Linked DNA regions of Mus musculus: all the other regions are linked to region 1. Evidence: chromatin contacts called from public HiChIP or PLAC-seq and promoter capture Hi-C data. All regions are on one chromosome and are shown on one strand. Each heading gives the region's core, a stretch centred on a gene start, on an enhancer-like site or on the middle of the called end of the contact. The rest is flanking DNA. Distances are from core to core; before and after follow the strand shown.

Evidence for each region. HiChIP or PLAC-seq counts read pairs in DNA pulled down with a chosen protein or histone mark. Capture Hi-C pulls out chosen DNA fragments and counts their contacts.
Region 2: a promoter capture Hi-C map of pancreatic islet shows a contact between it and region 1. The contact joins the promoter of Gp5 here to the promoter of Tmem44 in region 1. A contact is called at or near these places in 12 of 39 promoter capture datasets (the 3T3-L1 cell line, 3T3-L1-derived adipocytes, the C10 cell line and 7 more), 4 of 15 datasets of contacts at CTCF or cohesin (CD8 T cells, the NIH/3T3 cell line, embryonic stem cells and 1 more), 1 of 484 Hi-C or Micro-C datasets (bone marrow-derived macrophages), 7 of 115 datasets of contacts at active chromatin or transcription factors (effector CD8 T cells, embryonic stem cells, extraembryonic endoderm stem cells and 3 more) and 3 of 9 other capture datasets (adipose tissue, liver and pancreatic islet).
Region 3: a contact with region 1 is called in an H3K4me3 HiChIP or PLAC-seq map of bone marrow-derived macrophages, with 5 times the contacts expected there. The contact joins the enhancer-like site here to the promoter of Tmem44 in region 1. A contact is called at or near these places in 19 of 39 promoter capture datasets (the 3T3-L1 cell line, 3T3-L1-derived adipocytes, the C10 cell line and 12 more), 1 of 15 datasets of contacts at CTCF or cohesin (the NIH/3T3 cell line), 1 of 484 Hi-C or Micro-C datasets (bone marrow-derived macrophages), 13 of 115 datasets of contacts at active chromatin or transcription factors (bone marrow-derived macrophages, craniofacial prominence, embryonic basal ganglia and 8 more) and 4 of 9 other capture datasets (adipose tissue, liver, macrophages and 1 more).

The regions. Positions count from the first base shown.
Region 1 is chr16:30,548,492-30,553,132 of GRCm38.p6, forward strand. It overlaps Tmem44 (transmembrane protein 44), which reads right to left and starts at 2,087. Exons shown (of 11, transcript NM_001384248.1): 1 at 1,872-2,087. The coding sequence starts at 2,008.
Region 2 is chr16:30,308,314-30,312,954 of GRCm38.p6, forward strand. Gp5 (glycoprotein 5 (platelet)) reads right to left here and starts at 2,468. Exons shown (of 2, transcript NM_008148.4): 1 at 2,442-2,468; 2 at 1-1,543. The coding sequence starts at 1,541. Atp13a3 (ATPase type 13A3) reads right to left here. Exons shown (of 34, transcript NM_001128096.1): 34 at 4,110-4,641.
Region 3 is chr16:30,363,089-30,367,729 of GRCm38.p6, forward strand. It overlaps Atp13a3 (ATPase type 13A3), which reads right to left. Exons shown (of 34, transcript NM_001128096.1): 3 at 3,747-3,847. The coding sequence starts at 3,797. Among named protein-coding and RNA genes, the nearest start is that of Atp13a3, 23 kb to the right of the region's middle. Within about 2 kb of position 1,888, at least 4 of the 459 cell types and tissues checked have an H3K27ac peak or open chromatin away from gene starts, as enhancers often do. A contact at or near this core is called in bone marrow-derived macrophages, where this site is marked.

The DNA.
Region 1 (4,641 bases), core at 837-3,336:
TATTCATAAAGCAGGGGAAACCAAACTGAATAACAGCACGGTGCTCCGGGCTCCTCTCCCTAGGTCTCCAAACTGCTGGCTTTTCTCCTACAGCACCTCTCCCTACCTTCATGAACCTGGGTCATACAGTGGGCAGGGTCTCTCTGGCAATATCACCAGTGCTGTCACCACCACACTTGAGTTTCAGTAACCATGCTGGATTTTATAGAGAAATGGGCTGGGAGCGGCTTCGGCTTCATCCGCTCAGGCAGAGTGGTTGGCTCTGATTCCATAGATTAGGTTCTGAGCATCAGTCCCAAGGATCATAATTACAGAAAGAAGGTTGTTACCCAACACCTTAAACATCTCTGTGTCTGCCAGCCCCAAGCCTGAAGCTCAGGGTGTCACCCGTCAGCTATAAATCTAAGCTCTGGGTATTAAAACCAATGCAAGCTCGAGGAGTGAAGACTGGTCGGGTAAGAGATGTGGACCCAAATGAACAACGCTTTACTTCAACCTTTGCATTGGAGAGAGGAGACCCTGCAGCCTGGGGTGATGATGTGAGCCAGCGGCAGGCCTCTAGCTTCACCACTCAGGGCTTTACCCTATGCCCTGTGCTCTCAGGGGCCAGGACTCCCAGACTGACCTTAACCTAGCAACCTGCCCCCCAAGATCCATTCTCTGCAGAAAGACAGGGGGAGAGGGGTTCAGGAGTGATGGGGTACAGAGAGAACAGAGAGGCACATCTAGCCTCAGGCAGGGCAAAAGTCGGCCATTCTAAGCACACTAGTTCACTTCTGTAAGCCATGGTTTCCAGGGGTGAGCATGCCTACCTGTGTTGGCTGCATAGGATGGCTACGGAACAAAGGAGACCATGCATGCAGAGCCCTCTACCTCAGAGAGCTCAATCCCTGATGCCTACCTGAGTCACAGGCAGGATTATTATTCACTCAGGAAGCAGGCTCCTCATCCGATTGATAACAGCACCTGCCTTAGGGACAGGGGCAGGCGAGGAGCAAGAGGACGAAGAAATGTAACTCAGGCCCAGAGTGTCTGTCCTGGACTCCAGTCTCTAGGCAATGGACTGCTGACTCTCTGAACCACTACAGACAGTCTTGAGGGGGTTGTCCACCGAGCGCTAAGGTGAGCCAGTTGCAGGAGTCGGGATAGAGGGATGCTGTACACTCTCCCCCGCCTGGGTATACTTGGGTGGCACCACCCTGGAAACTGTCTCTGGGTTTCTGTGCGTGGGGACAGGGTGGCTGAAGACCTGGAGGCTATGCTCTCACAGAACCCAGGCTACAGGGATTGCCTGGCCAAACCACCGGGAGACAGACAAAAGCAAAAACTGTGGCCAGAGTCAGATAACCACTGCCTCACCTCTTGGCATAAAGAGCTTTGGATAAATTAAAAGTAGAAAACATCGAGGGACTTGCTAGGGTCCCTAAGGGTGGGTGGTAGAGCCAGAGCGGTAATGGTGTTTAATGAGCACGTATTAAGTCCTTTGCCTGCTATGCCTTATTTAATCCTCACATTCATTTTATGAGGCATATCCTCATTCACAGGAGACCCAAAGGCTTACACTTGCTCCCCTCACACCGCCAACAACCAGGAAAAGGCTGACAATAGAAGCTGTTCCAAGCCCGCATCCACTGCACCACCCAGCCTCCTGCTGCCGGCTCGCAGCCCAGCTTCCCCGGTGCGCGGAGTCCAGAAAGGACTCCACTTCAGTCCACATAGCAATGTCAGATCCGAACTCGGACTTGAGCTACCTGCAGGACGCCCCCTGTACGCCCCTTCCCCCTAGGCTTCCTAGAGGAGCCGAGGCGAGTGACGCCCAGTCGCCCCCGCGGGTGGCCCGCCACCCCTCGCGCGGGTCCCGTCCCCATTACAGCGTGTGGGCAGCGATCCAGCAGCAGGCGGCGCAGATCCACAGGCCGAAGGAGATGCAGACGCGGCGGCGGGCGAAGCAGCGCTCCAGGTAGTCCCAGTTCAAGAGCGGGGGCGCGGCGCTAGCCCCCTCCTCCATGGCACGGCCGAGCCTCCGCCGACCCCGGGGAAAGTTCCCGGACCGCGCGGCTCCCCAGCCTCGCCTATTGTGGGGCTCTGCGGGGTGCAGGCTGCCCCCTAGCGGTAGAGCCGCGCGCGGCCGCTGCACAAAGGAGGGCCCCGCCAGCACCCAGTCCCTTTGCGGGTTCGCCCGGTTCCAAAGCCAGACAATACTCTGGCGCGGACCAGCGCTAGTGGGGGGATGGAGGGAACCCCGAGGAGCGTTGTCCCTGGTTGAAAAGATGCAGCACAAAAGTGTGGGGTGGGGGACGGATGGGGTACACATCGCCTCTGCTTCCTCCTTCCCCTCTGCTGAAGCTGTCAAGGGCACGCCTTGCGCCACCCCGGCCAGAAAGGGGTTAAACTTGAAATGTGCCGCTCCCATCCAACCACGGTGCCGCACAATTCAGGTACATGGATGGTTTTTCGCTAAAGGAAACCATTAGAATATTTTCAAATTGTCTTCGATTTCAGTAAGTTTGCTTAGAGCACAGCTTGACGGTGGCTTCACTGTTTATTTACTTTTGAGGCAGGGTTTTGCCACGTGGTCCAGGCTAACCTGGAGTTCACTGTGTAGCCCTGGTGGGCCGCCAACTCAAAGACTCTTCCCGCTTCAGCCTCCCAGGTACTGGGACTGTGCAACAGCCATCCACCTTGATGTCTACTGCAAAGAAAACGCTGTGGTCTAAATGATCACACGCACTCCAATTCCATATATTTAAACTTAGCCACAAAGCCAGGAGTGGTGGTGCACACTTTTAATCCTGGCACTGGGAGGCAGAGGCAAGAGGATCTCTAGGTTCAAGGCCAGCCTGGTCTACAGAGTGAGTTCTAGGACGGCCAAGGCTACACAGAGAAACCCTGGCTACTCGGGGGTGGAGTGGGGTGGGGTGGGGTGGGGAGGGGTAGGGTGGGTGTGTAAGGGAGAAACATAACCACCAACTTGGTAGTATCACGAGGGGCGAAAGTGTTTGCTGCCAAGCCTGAAGACCTGGGTTCAATCTAATCTTCCATCTAATGGAAGAGAGGAAATAACTGACCACACATATTGTCTGAACTCCACACTTGAATGCACACATACAAACACACACAGGCATGCACACACACAGACACACATAGGCACATATGTGCAGCTGTCAGTGCATGACGGTGTAGCCATATCTACTACATCCCCTCTGCCGTCACGGACTGGAATTCACCCTCTGCTCCCTGGAGCTGGGACTTGGAGCAGAGAACTGAACCTATCTTTAAAATGTTCCTACTTGCCTGGCAGTGGTGGCACATGCCTTTAATCCCAGCACTTGGGAGGCAGAGGCAGGCGGATTTCTGAGTTCGAGGCCAGCCTGGTCTACAGAGTGAGTTCCAGGACAGCCAGAGCTACACAGAGAAACCTGTCTTGAAAAACAAAAACAAAAACAAAAAAGTTCCTACTTAAAATCCAGACAATGGCACCTCCCTTTGTCCTCCTGTGACACTAGAAACCCTGAAGTTCAAGCAGTGACACAAACCACCAATGGAAGTTAATCTTATTGTCATCCTAAGGAAGTCGGGCTCTAAGACAGGGAAGAAAACTCAGCTGATGTGATGGGAGGAAGACCATGGCTCAGCTTCTTGTTCCCTCCCTCCCTCCCTCCCTCCCTCCCTCCCTCCCTCCCTCCCTGCCTCCCTCCCTCCTTCCCTCCCTCTTGGGCTGTCTCTCTTTCTCCTATGTGCTCATCTCTCTCTCCCTCCCTCCCCTGCCCCCTCTGTGGGTGTGTCACTATGTGACCCAGGCAAACCTGGAACTCCCTATATAAGTCAAGCTAGCCTTGAGCTCAGAGTTCTGCCTGTCTCTGCCTCCAATGCTAAGATTAAAGATGTGTGCCACGTTTGCCAGGCAGCGATGGCACATTCCTTTAATCCCAGCACTCTGGACGCAGGGGCAGGTGGATCTTTGAGTTCCAGGTCAGCCTGGTCTACATTGCAAGTTTTAGGACAGTCAGGGCTACACAAAGAACCCTGTCTCAAAAAACAAAACAAGAAAGCCCCAAACATACAAACACTCAAAAGATGTCCTCCACCACACCCCAGCTTACTTTTAGCTTGCTTTTTTGAGGCAAGGTGTTACTATGTAGCCCAGGCTGGGCTGGCTCTTGCATGTGGTAGGACTCTGAGTGGGTTTGTAACTGCTGCTGATCTAGCTCTTTGTTGCACAGGCTTTCCGTTTCTTCCTGATTCAATCTTAGCAGGTTGCATTGTCTAGCTTGTCTTATCCATCTCTATTCTTTAGACTCACGTGCTCAGCTGGCTACTTGCTGCTTCCGCTTGTGTCTAACTGAACTGGTCAAAAGCCAAACTCCAGTTTTCCCTCCCTAAATTCCAGCATTTGGTGTCAGTCGAGGGTAAAAACTGTCACCTGCAGCCAGGAGACTGTCAGACTCCAGAGCCACAGACAGCCGGAGGAGAGCACCTCTGAATGCTTGGACCAACAGTAGTATTCTACCATCGTCCCCTGCCTGGAAGCTCCCCCAGTTTCCTTTTCCAGGCCACTGAGAGCCCAGCAGCTTAGCCCCTGCCTTTTGGCCGTGGTCCAGACTCTGCTGAAAAGAAAACCTAGCAAGAGCCCTGAAGTGC
Region 2 (4,641 bases), core at 1,218-3,717, 240 kb before region 1:
CTTTCACCCCTGGCCACCAGCTGGGCCCACGTCTGGGACTGCCAGCTGTTAGGCAGCCAGGACGGAACCGGGGCTTCCAGAGCATTTTCGGTTGGAGGGTCGAGAGGCAGGCTGCGAGGATCCGGGCACCACGGGTCACCCTGCAGCAGCTCCCAGAACGACAGGCTGGCGCGTGGCTCCGGGCCACGGCACTGCGGGGGCTCGTCTCGGCCCAGGATGTCCGGGTGATGCCGCAGCCACTGGAGGAAGGGCCACAGGCCACAGTCGCAGAGCCAGGGGTTGTGACCCAGCAGGACCTGGGTCAGCTGGGGCAGAGCCGCGAACACGTCTCCTGGCAGCGTCTCCAGCTGGTTGTGCTCTAGCTGCACGCTCTCGAGGCTGCTGAGGTTGCGGAAGAGCGTGCGGGGCAGGGCCCGCAGCCGGTTGTGGCGCAGCGACACCTGGCGCAGGTGCCCGAGGCCGCGCAGCGCGTCGTCCCGCAGCTCCGCCAGGGCGTTGGTGTGCAGCGCGAGCACGCGCAGCTCCCGTAGGCCCTGGAACACGCCGCGCGGGAGCGCGCTCAGGCGCGGGTTCCGCGTCAGCCCCAGCGTCTGCAAGCCGCTCAGGTTGCGGAAGGCAGCGGCGGGCAGCGTGCTCAGGTGGGTGCCGTTCAGCCACAGCTCCCGCAGGCCGGCCATCTCCCCGAACAACACGTCCGGGAGCTCCTCCAGGGGGTTCTCGAACAGAGTCAGCCGAGACACGCTGCTCACGTGAAGGAAGAGCGCGGGCGGCAGAGACTCCAGGAGGTTTCCGGATAGAGTCAAGGAGCTCAGGTTTCCGAGGCGGTCGAAGGCACCCGGGGCTACGGAGCGGAGGTGATTCCGCTCCAGCCGCAGCTCAGTCAGGGCGCCCAGGTTGCTCAGCAGCCCCGAATCCACAGACGTGAGCTGGTTTGAATAGAGCAGCAGTTTCTCAAGCTTAACTTGAGCCCCAAGCAGTCCCTTGGGCAGGTGGGTCAGGTTGTTTCGCGATAAATCCAACAACTTCAGTTCTCTCAGGCTCGAGAAAAGGTTAGCAGGAAGAAAAGAGAGCTGATTCTGGTTCAAACCGAGCTCCTGAAGGTTACGCAGTTGCTGAAACAGGTTTTGATCAAGGTCCCTTAGTGCATTGTGGTCCAAGAACAGCTGTTCCAAGAGTACCATCTTATCCAGGATCGCACGTGGAAGACGAGAGATTTTGTTGCGCGTCAACCTGAGGGTTTTCAGTTTTACCAGGTCATTGAAGGTGCCGGGGTCGATGGCGGAAATGTGGCTATCTGAGAGCATCAGGCGCTGAAGGACTGTCATGCCGCTGAAGCTGTGGTTCCGCAATATGCCCTGGTCCATTCGGAAGAGCAGGATGTGTGTGAGGTTCGTAGGCAGACCTAGCTCAGCGATGTGAGCCACGCTGCCGCCCGAGCACTGCGCGGCATCGCGGACCACACACTTGCAGGTTTTGGGGCAGGGAAAAGGTTGGGCACGCAAGAGTGCGAGCACCGCGGACAGCAGGGCGCTTCTTAGCATGTCTGAAATGCAAGAGCAAAAACAAGGCTCAGAGCATATCCTGGAGCCCTGCACGCACTGCTGCAAGCACAGTTTTTGGGCCAGCACTCTCACGGCCTTGGAACGCTCAGATACAACCAAGTCTTCCTCTATCTTACAAAGGCTGATTAAAAAAAAATTACTTTTCTATTCAGCATATGTGGGTATTGGAGAGTAGATCAGTCTTACAGGTTCCCATTTTTATCCAGTCAGCCATCTCCCCGGTTCTGTTTAGAGCATTGACATTTGGGCATTTTCAAGCTACAGAATACCTTAAAATCGTTACAGAACGAATTAAAATTGCTACGGTCTTTTTCAGAGAATAGAAAGCAACGCCTCCTGGGACTGGCTGTGTCACTGACTTTAACAAGTTAAGCAGGGAGCTTTATCCCCAACAGTCAGCAAGAGAACCGCAGCAAGGCCCACTTCCACTAGATTCAATTTCTTACATATTTTCAAAGTACCAACACCCCACAACTCATTACACCGTTTTGTAACTCCCGGCCCGGAGCCCAGTGGTGCAGGTGATAATGCCCATTGCTTTATGCCATGCTTTTCTGAACTTTGCACTGTTACAGTAACACGAGTGCAGTAGGCTGGTCGCTCCAGTGTACATGAGGTTAATTTAAGTGTCACATAAGTAGCATTTGAAGATGTTTTTCTGACTCACACATTTAAATAATGAGCTACTGTTTGCTTATACACCAAGCTGCTTAATAAAACTACTCTGGGCATTGAGTTACCCAGGAAGCACACAGTAATACTAGTTTACTCTGTTTCCCAAGTAAAAATTTGTACTGTTTCTTGTACCAGGTCTCCTTCTGCCCCTATACAGACTGAGCCTCTAACTGCATACACTAATTTAAGAATATTTGGCCTTACCTGAAGCAGTTCTGCACCCTGGACTGACTGAAAGGCTTGCAGCTCTGCTTGTGACTTGGCACTTCAGAGAGGAAGAGGGAAGTATTCTTGCATCCTCAAGATAAAGACCTTACCAGATAAAAAGTCAAGAAAAAGACTATCTCCATAGGGCATATTCTAGGTTTTAATGACAAGAGCTTTCAAACTTTCAGAGTCCATAGTTAAAAGTCCTTTTGTAAAAGCTAGAGAGTAGAGGGCCTAAGTTTTCCCAGAAATAGCAGGCTGTCATTACATGGGCCACACTTTTGGTTTTTTTCCATGCTACATTGCACTAACTCATTCCTGTGCAGGAGTATGTGGGTGCATGTGGCAGTGCCTCACTTGTGGGTGTCAGAAAACTTTAGGCAATTGGTTCTCACCTTCCTCCACGTAGGTTCCCAAGGACTCACACCATGTCTTGGGAGGTATCTTTACCTGATGAGCCATCTCTTTTGCTCAACATTTTATTTCTTAAATAAGGCCAATGAATTCTCAAATGCCCGCCCCCAATGGTTGGTCTAGCCATTGTCAAACATGTTCAGTAATAGCATTGCTCAAGGGTTCGTGTTCAGTTTAACTTAATGTCAAACTGCCTACCACCGTGGTTGTATTGCCACAGTGCCACACTGTGTGTAAGAACTCCTGGTCTTCACGTCTCTGACCTGGACTTCAATCCTGGTCATTCAGATTGTTTCCATGATGCCTATTCCTTAGGCTTAGGCTCAGCCCAAAGAGCAAAATGGCATACCAATCTACCAACCTATGGTCTCAATATGCTTTATAACGTTGCATTTCTGTATAATGACAAACTTGATGTCTTTCTTTACAGTGAAGGGCCACCTGTTCTTCAGCTTCTGAGAAACTCGAGTTCCCCTTTTATGTCTATTTTTCTCTCAACAACTTGGCTATGTATATGTAGCTCATGCTAGCTTCAAATTTACAATCTTCTGGCCTTAGTGTCCTAGAGTTTGGGAATCACAAAGAATGCATCACAATGTCCAGCTGTGCTCATTTTTCCTATATGTAACTATAACATAGACATTCTTTATAAGTGCTATTATCTATTGGTTGTCAAGTCACAGATTATCAAGTAGATCCCTCCAAGGGGGAATACCCACCAATTCCTTTAAATGCTCTCACGCTGTTTCCCTTAGCATTCAGATCCAGGGGTACAGATCTCTTTGTATGTACCTAAGAGGCAGAGTTACGTTAAATATGCTTCTATCACTATTTTCCACTTTTCACCCACTTTAAGAACAAGATCCAGAGCCTGGGGAGATAGCTAGATAAGCAAAATGCTTGCCTTGTAAGCATGAAGACTCATTCAATCCCTGGAACTTCACAAGGGGAGCTAAGCACAGTAGGCAGAGGGATCCCTGGACCTTACTTCAAAAAGTCTGGCTGGCTCTGGTTTTCACCAAGCAGCAACCCCAGAGTCCCCAACTGCCATTCTGCTTGCAGTGTGCACCAGCCAGCCAGCTCTTCCCCCAACCAGTCCATCAAACTAAATAGCCAAGCTGCCTTCCTCTCAACCAGCCTCCCAGGCAAAAACAACGAAACCCCATCTACAGTGAAACTGTTTCTGAGAGAGCTAGCTGTAGCCACATAATCAAACAAGTGTGTAAGGATCCAGGAAAAAATATTGACATATTTAATTCATTAAAATTTTTTATTTTGAATAGCTTTAATCAAAAAGGATTTCATATGGTATTTACAATGCTGAATGTACAATTATGAATATCTACCTTTTTGACAAAAGGGTACCATTCTTGAGCAGCAATACAATTTTAAAAATATAAAGATGTGTCATTTCTGATATATAAAGTTACTTAAAAAAAATCCACGGTCTCAGGGAATTCACAAATTATAACAGGAAGTAACTTTTATTAATTTCATGTGCACATAATTACCAAATTGTAATACATTAAAAATACATGTAAATGCCCAGACTGTACAAAAGTTAATTCCCTATTTTGTTAAAAGTTCCCAGTAGCCTCCCACCATAAATATACAAAACCCTTTTAATTGATACAACAAAACTGCATGCATGAGATATTAGATGTTCTCTAAAGCTTGAAGTTGATCTTCACTGGATATGAATTTTTGCTGCTTTTGGAAAAAAATATATATGAAAGAAACACATTATTTACCATGCCTTTGAAACTGTGCAGTACTTTCATCA
Region 3 (4,641 bases), core at 638-3,137, 190 kb before region 1:
ATTGGATGCCCCCTAGAAACTGAGTTACATAGAGATGGTTATAGGCTCCAATGTGGGTGCTAAGAATCAAACCTGGGTCCTCCAGAAGAGCATCCGGTGCTCTTAACCACCCACCAACCCAACTCACCAGCTTTGTTCCTTATAATTTTATCATTTCATTTTTAAAAACTTAAGTTTTCAGGTGGGTTTTTAAAAATAAAGTTTTTATTCTGTAACCACTTTACACTTATAGCAAACTGTAAAAATATCAGTGTTTCATACAGACCCTTCCATCCACTTTCCCATGACCCTAACATCTGGTGCTTCTGTCAAAATCAGTGTTCCTGTACTATCAATACACTGCAGTCACTGACTGACTGATTCACTCCCTCACTGGGCTGACTGGATGAACTGAGACAGGGTCCTAGACTGTTGAGATGGCTCAGACAGTATAAGTGCTTGCCATGAGACAGGGTCTCACACAGATATAGGTGACTGTACCCAAAGTTGGCCTCCAGCTCATGACCCTCCTGCTTCTCTGCCTCTTGCATCTAGAATTACAAAGTATGCATCTCCATGCCTAGCACATTACATTTGGATAGGTTTTGTTTGTTTTAAGTGACTTGAAAATTGTTCCAATGCCACCATTGGATTAATTAACTTCACTCTCTAACTCAAATTAATTTAAATATTCTTGCATTCTCACCCACAAGGGCTACCAAATGTAATATTTCAAGCTGTTGAAGTTTTAATTTCAAGCAATAGAAATTATTTATCCCATGGCAACATCTGAGATAATTACAACTTATTACTTGACATGTGGTGACACATGCCTATAATCTCTGAACTTGGGAGGCTAAGACAGGACAGGAAATGTGAGTTTGAAACCAACCTAAACTATAGAGCAAGGAGAAAACTTTATTCTTTGATTATTTTAAAGGTAACCTAACAAAAAACTGAGTTTCTGGTGGGTTTTTTTTTTTAAGATTTATGTATTTTATGTATGTGAGTACATAAAATATCTTCAGACACACCAGAAAAGGTCATCAGATCCCATTACAGATGGTTGTGGGCCACCATGTGGTTGCTGGGAATTGAACTCAGGACCTCTGGAAGAGCAGTCATTGCTCTTAACTGAGTCATCTCTCCAGCCAGAGTTTTTGTTTTAATTGAACTGAATTTTTAACTTTATAAACCACAAATAGAAATCTTTACTTGGGGAACCAGCAAGATGTCTCAGAGACTAAATGTGCTTACCACGCATGCTGACCTAAGTTCAATCACTAAAGCAACTTTTAAAACCTAAAAAACTCTTCAGAAAAGTTGTCTTCTGACACCCACCACATACACACTATGGTACATGTGTACCTACATAGACAGCCAGGTATGGTGGCACCTAGAAGGCACTTCCAGAAGTAGGAAACAAATCCCAGGAAAACCTGATTTACATAAAGAGACCCTGTCTCAAGAAGAGGGGGAGGGGGACGGGAAGGGGAGAGGTACAGGGAGAGGAGGAGAAGGAGAGGGAAAGGGGGAGAGGGGGAGAAGGAGTCAGAGACAAAGACACAGAAAGAAAGACAGACCAATTGACGGAATGATGGACCATCCGACCGACCGAGACTTTTATTGGAGATATTTTAGCACTAACTAACATTTTAAATCACCACATACAAAACCATGTCTTTCCCCAGCTGCTATCACTTTAAACAGGAAAGAGGAACTAAGCATGATGGCTGTGCTTCCCATCACAGCAGCACTCAGCACAGAAGCTGAGTAAAGGACGATCCCACTCTGAACAACAGAGTGTATTTAGATTAGCTGAAAAACAAAGTGAGACCCTGGGGAAACAACCCACCTTAAGAGTAGACTGCACACTCAGCAGTGGAGACCAACAAAACCAAACCCATCAGCATCACTGAACGCACCTTGCTTCATAATGTCCTGTCAGGGCTTTTTCCTTTCCTTTCCTTTCCTTTCCTTTCCTTTCCTTTCCTTTCCTTTCCTTTCCTTTCCTTTCCTTTCCTTTTTCCCTTTTCCCCCCCTCTCTTTTCCCCCCTTTTCCCCTTTCCCTCCCTCCCTCCCTCCCTCCCTCCCTCTCTCTCTCTCTCTCTTTCTTTCTTTCTTTCTTTCTTTAACTTTTACTTATTCTTTTTGTCCTGCAGGTTGTGAATATATATTATGGCTTCCAGTTTTGTGTATCTATGGGATTCCTGGATGGCAGACATGTGTCTCTGTGTCTATGGCTACCTCTTGTGCCTTCCCCTGGTCTCTTTTCCTTCTGCTTGTTTTGCCTTATTCTCATTTGTTGCTTTCTTTTTTTTTTAATTTATCTTATAATATTTTGTTTTATTATTTTCCCTTAGATGCCTTTTTGTTTTCTATTTAGACAAATTGGGTAGATCTAAATGGGATAAGTAGATGGAACTGGGAGGAACAGAGAAAAGAGGAAACCATAATCAGAATAGATGGAATGGGAAAAAACTATTTTCAATAAAAGAAAAAGTTAAAAAGTAATGAAACTGTCAAAAGGAGGAAGAGGAAGAGGATGAAGAAGGAAGAAAAAGAGGAAGAGAAGGAGAAAAACTCTTGGAACCAAGTGGGCTTTGCTCAAGTTCTGTTATTCATATATACGTGTGTGTGTGTGCGTGTGTGTGTGTGTGTGTGTGTTTGTTTATTACTGTTCTAACTTGAACGCTCCCACTATGTCACATAGCTATGAAATGCATCTAAAGTTACTTGTTTCTCAGGATAAGGACTGAGGTGTTTGAAAACCCTGTCTCCCCTCAGGAGGAAACTTGTTACGCTGGAGGAGAGGCGTGCTTCTGATGGAAAAAGAAACTGGCCACTCACTGTTCACTGTGATTAAACTACAAGAGAAAACGAAAACCTTCAACAATTAAAACAAAATAAAAACTTTGAAAAGGCTCTATAGTAAAATCCAAACTATGCAGGCCTGGAGATGGCTCGGTGTTAAGAGCTGCTCTTCTAGAGAACCTGGGTTCAATTCCAGCACCCACATATGGCAGCTCATACCTCTAGCTGCAGGGCTTCTGACACCTGAAACAAACATACATGCAGGCAAAACACCAGTGTACATACAAATGAATTATTTTAAAAATCCAACCAACATAAATGATATAACCTCAATTCAAATAACCAAAATTAATTAATTAATTAGTTAAACCAAGTATCAGGAGACAATGGAGCATAACTTTAATCCCAACATTAGATAAGCAGAGAAAAGCTGATCTCTGAGTTTGAGGCTTATTCTACAGAGAGGTCCAGGACAGCCAGGGCTACTCAGAGAAACCCTGCCTCAAAAATCAATCAATCAATCAATCAAATGAAATGAAATGACAACAACCACCACCACTACCTCAAGTCCTGGCAAATAATGGCTCGTGTCTTTAATTCTAGGACTTACTTGGAAAGCACAAGCAGGTAGAACTCTGAGACTGAAGGCAGCCTGGTCAAGTTCCAGGACAGCCATGGCTTTATAGTGAAACTTTGCTGTCTAAAACAAAGAAAGAACACACGAACACACGAACACACACACACACACACACACACACACACACACAGAGCCTTAGTCAGGATACAGAGATTCCGATTTGTGTGTTGTGAGTGGGTGTTTCACTATCGAGCAAACCTGGAGCCTCGGTACATTAGGTAGACAAATACACCACCACTGGGCTATCCCTCAGCCTATGTTGGTTTTTCTTTAACTGTATACTTTTACTCCCTAGAAAATTATGAAAGTTAGTTACCATTTCATCTTCTTGACCCTTGTTGATAGTCTTCCTTTCTTCTTTGTCCATTTCTACAGTGGCTTGAAAGGTGCTATGCTTCACACAACAGGTGAAGATAACTGCAGGGAAAGAAACAAATGTTGGCTTCCTTTAAAAACAGATCTTGGCCATCACCAGAACTAGATGCTAAAACCCCACTGCTGATGACAACATACACTGAGAAATCAGGTTGGAACTGAGCTAGAAACTTCTCCTGTGAATAGCTTCCCTACTGCTAAAAGGTGCTATGCAAGCTGCTACTGGAGAAAAGTCATCAATAGTCGAACTCAGCTATACACTCTATACAATACCAGATGTCAGGCAAAATATACTCATGGGTACAACAGGGTCATGACTGGTATATACGTAACCAACCACTTTGTGATTGGATTTGGGACTCATTCCACAGGAGGGAAATCATGTTTTAACCTGTAAACCTGGACTAAAGCCAATGGCTTGGGAAGTCTCAGATCCTGTGAGAACAAATCTATTATCCTTGCTTTGTGCAAACTACCTGCAATTGTTTATTTTTATATCCATAGATTATTGCTGCTCTCAATCTTGGACAGAGAAACATCTGCAGTTAGTAAGCGATTCATAACTGGAAGAATAAATGTTGAGAACTCAGCCCTAAACACTTAGGACATCTACTTCACCCTCTCCAAGGCTGAAAGAACATCATGGAATTATAGGGGGCTGGAAAGAAAAAAAATAAACAAAATTGTGAAATACTGTCCTCCACCCATGACATGACAGCTGTACTCACTAACTCACAGTAGCAAATACTGCCCATCAGTATTTCATATTTCATCGTGGAGAGAGAGGGGGCTCATGAGACCCCCACCCCTGAGGAGCTATTAGCAGTTAATGGTTG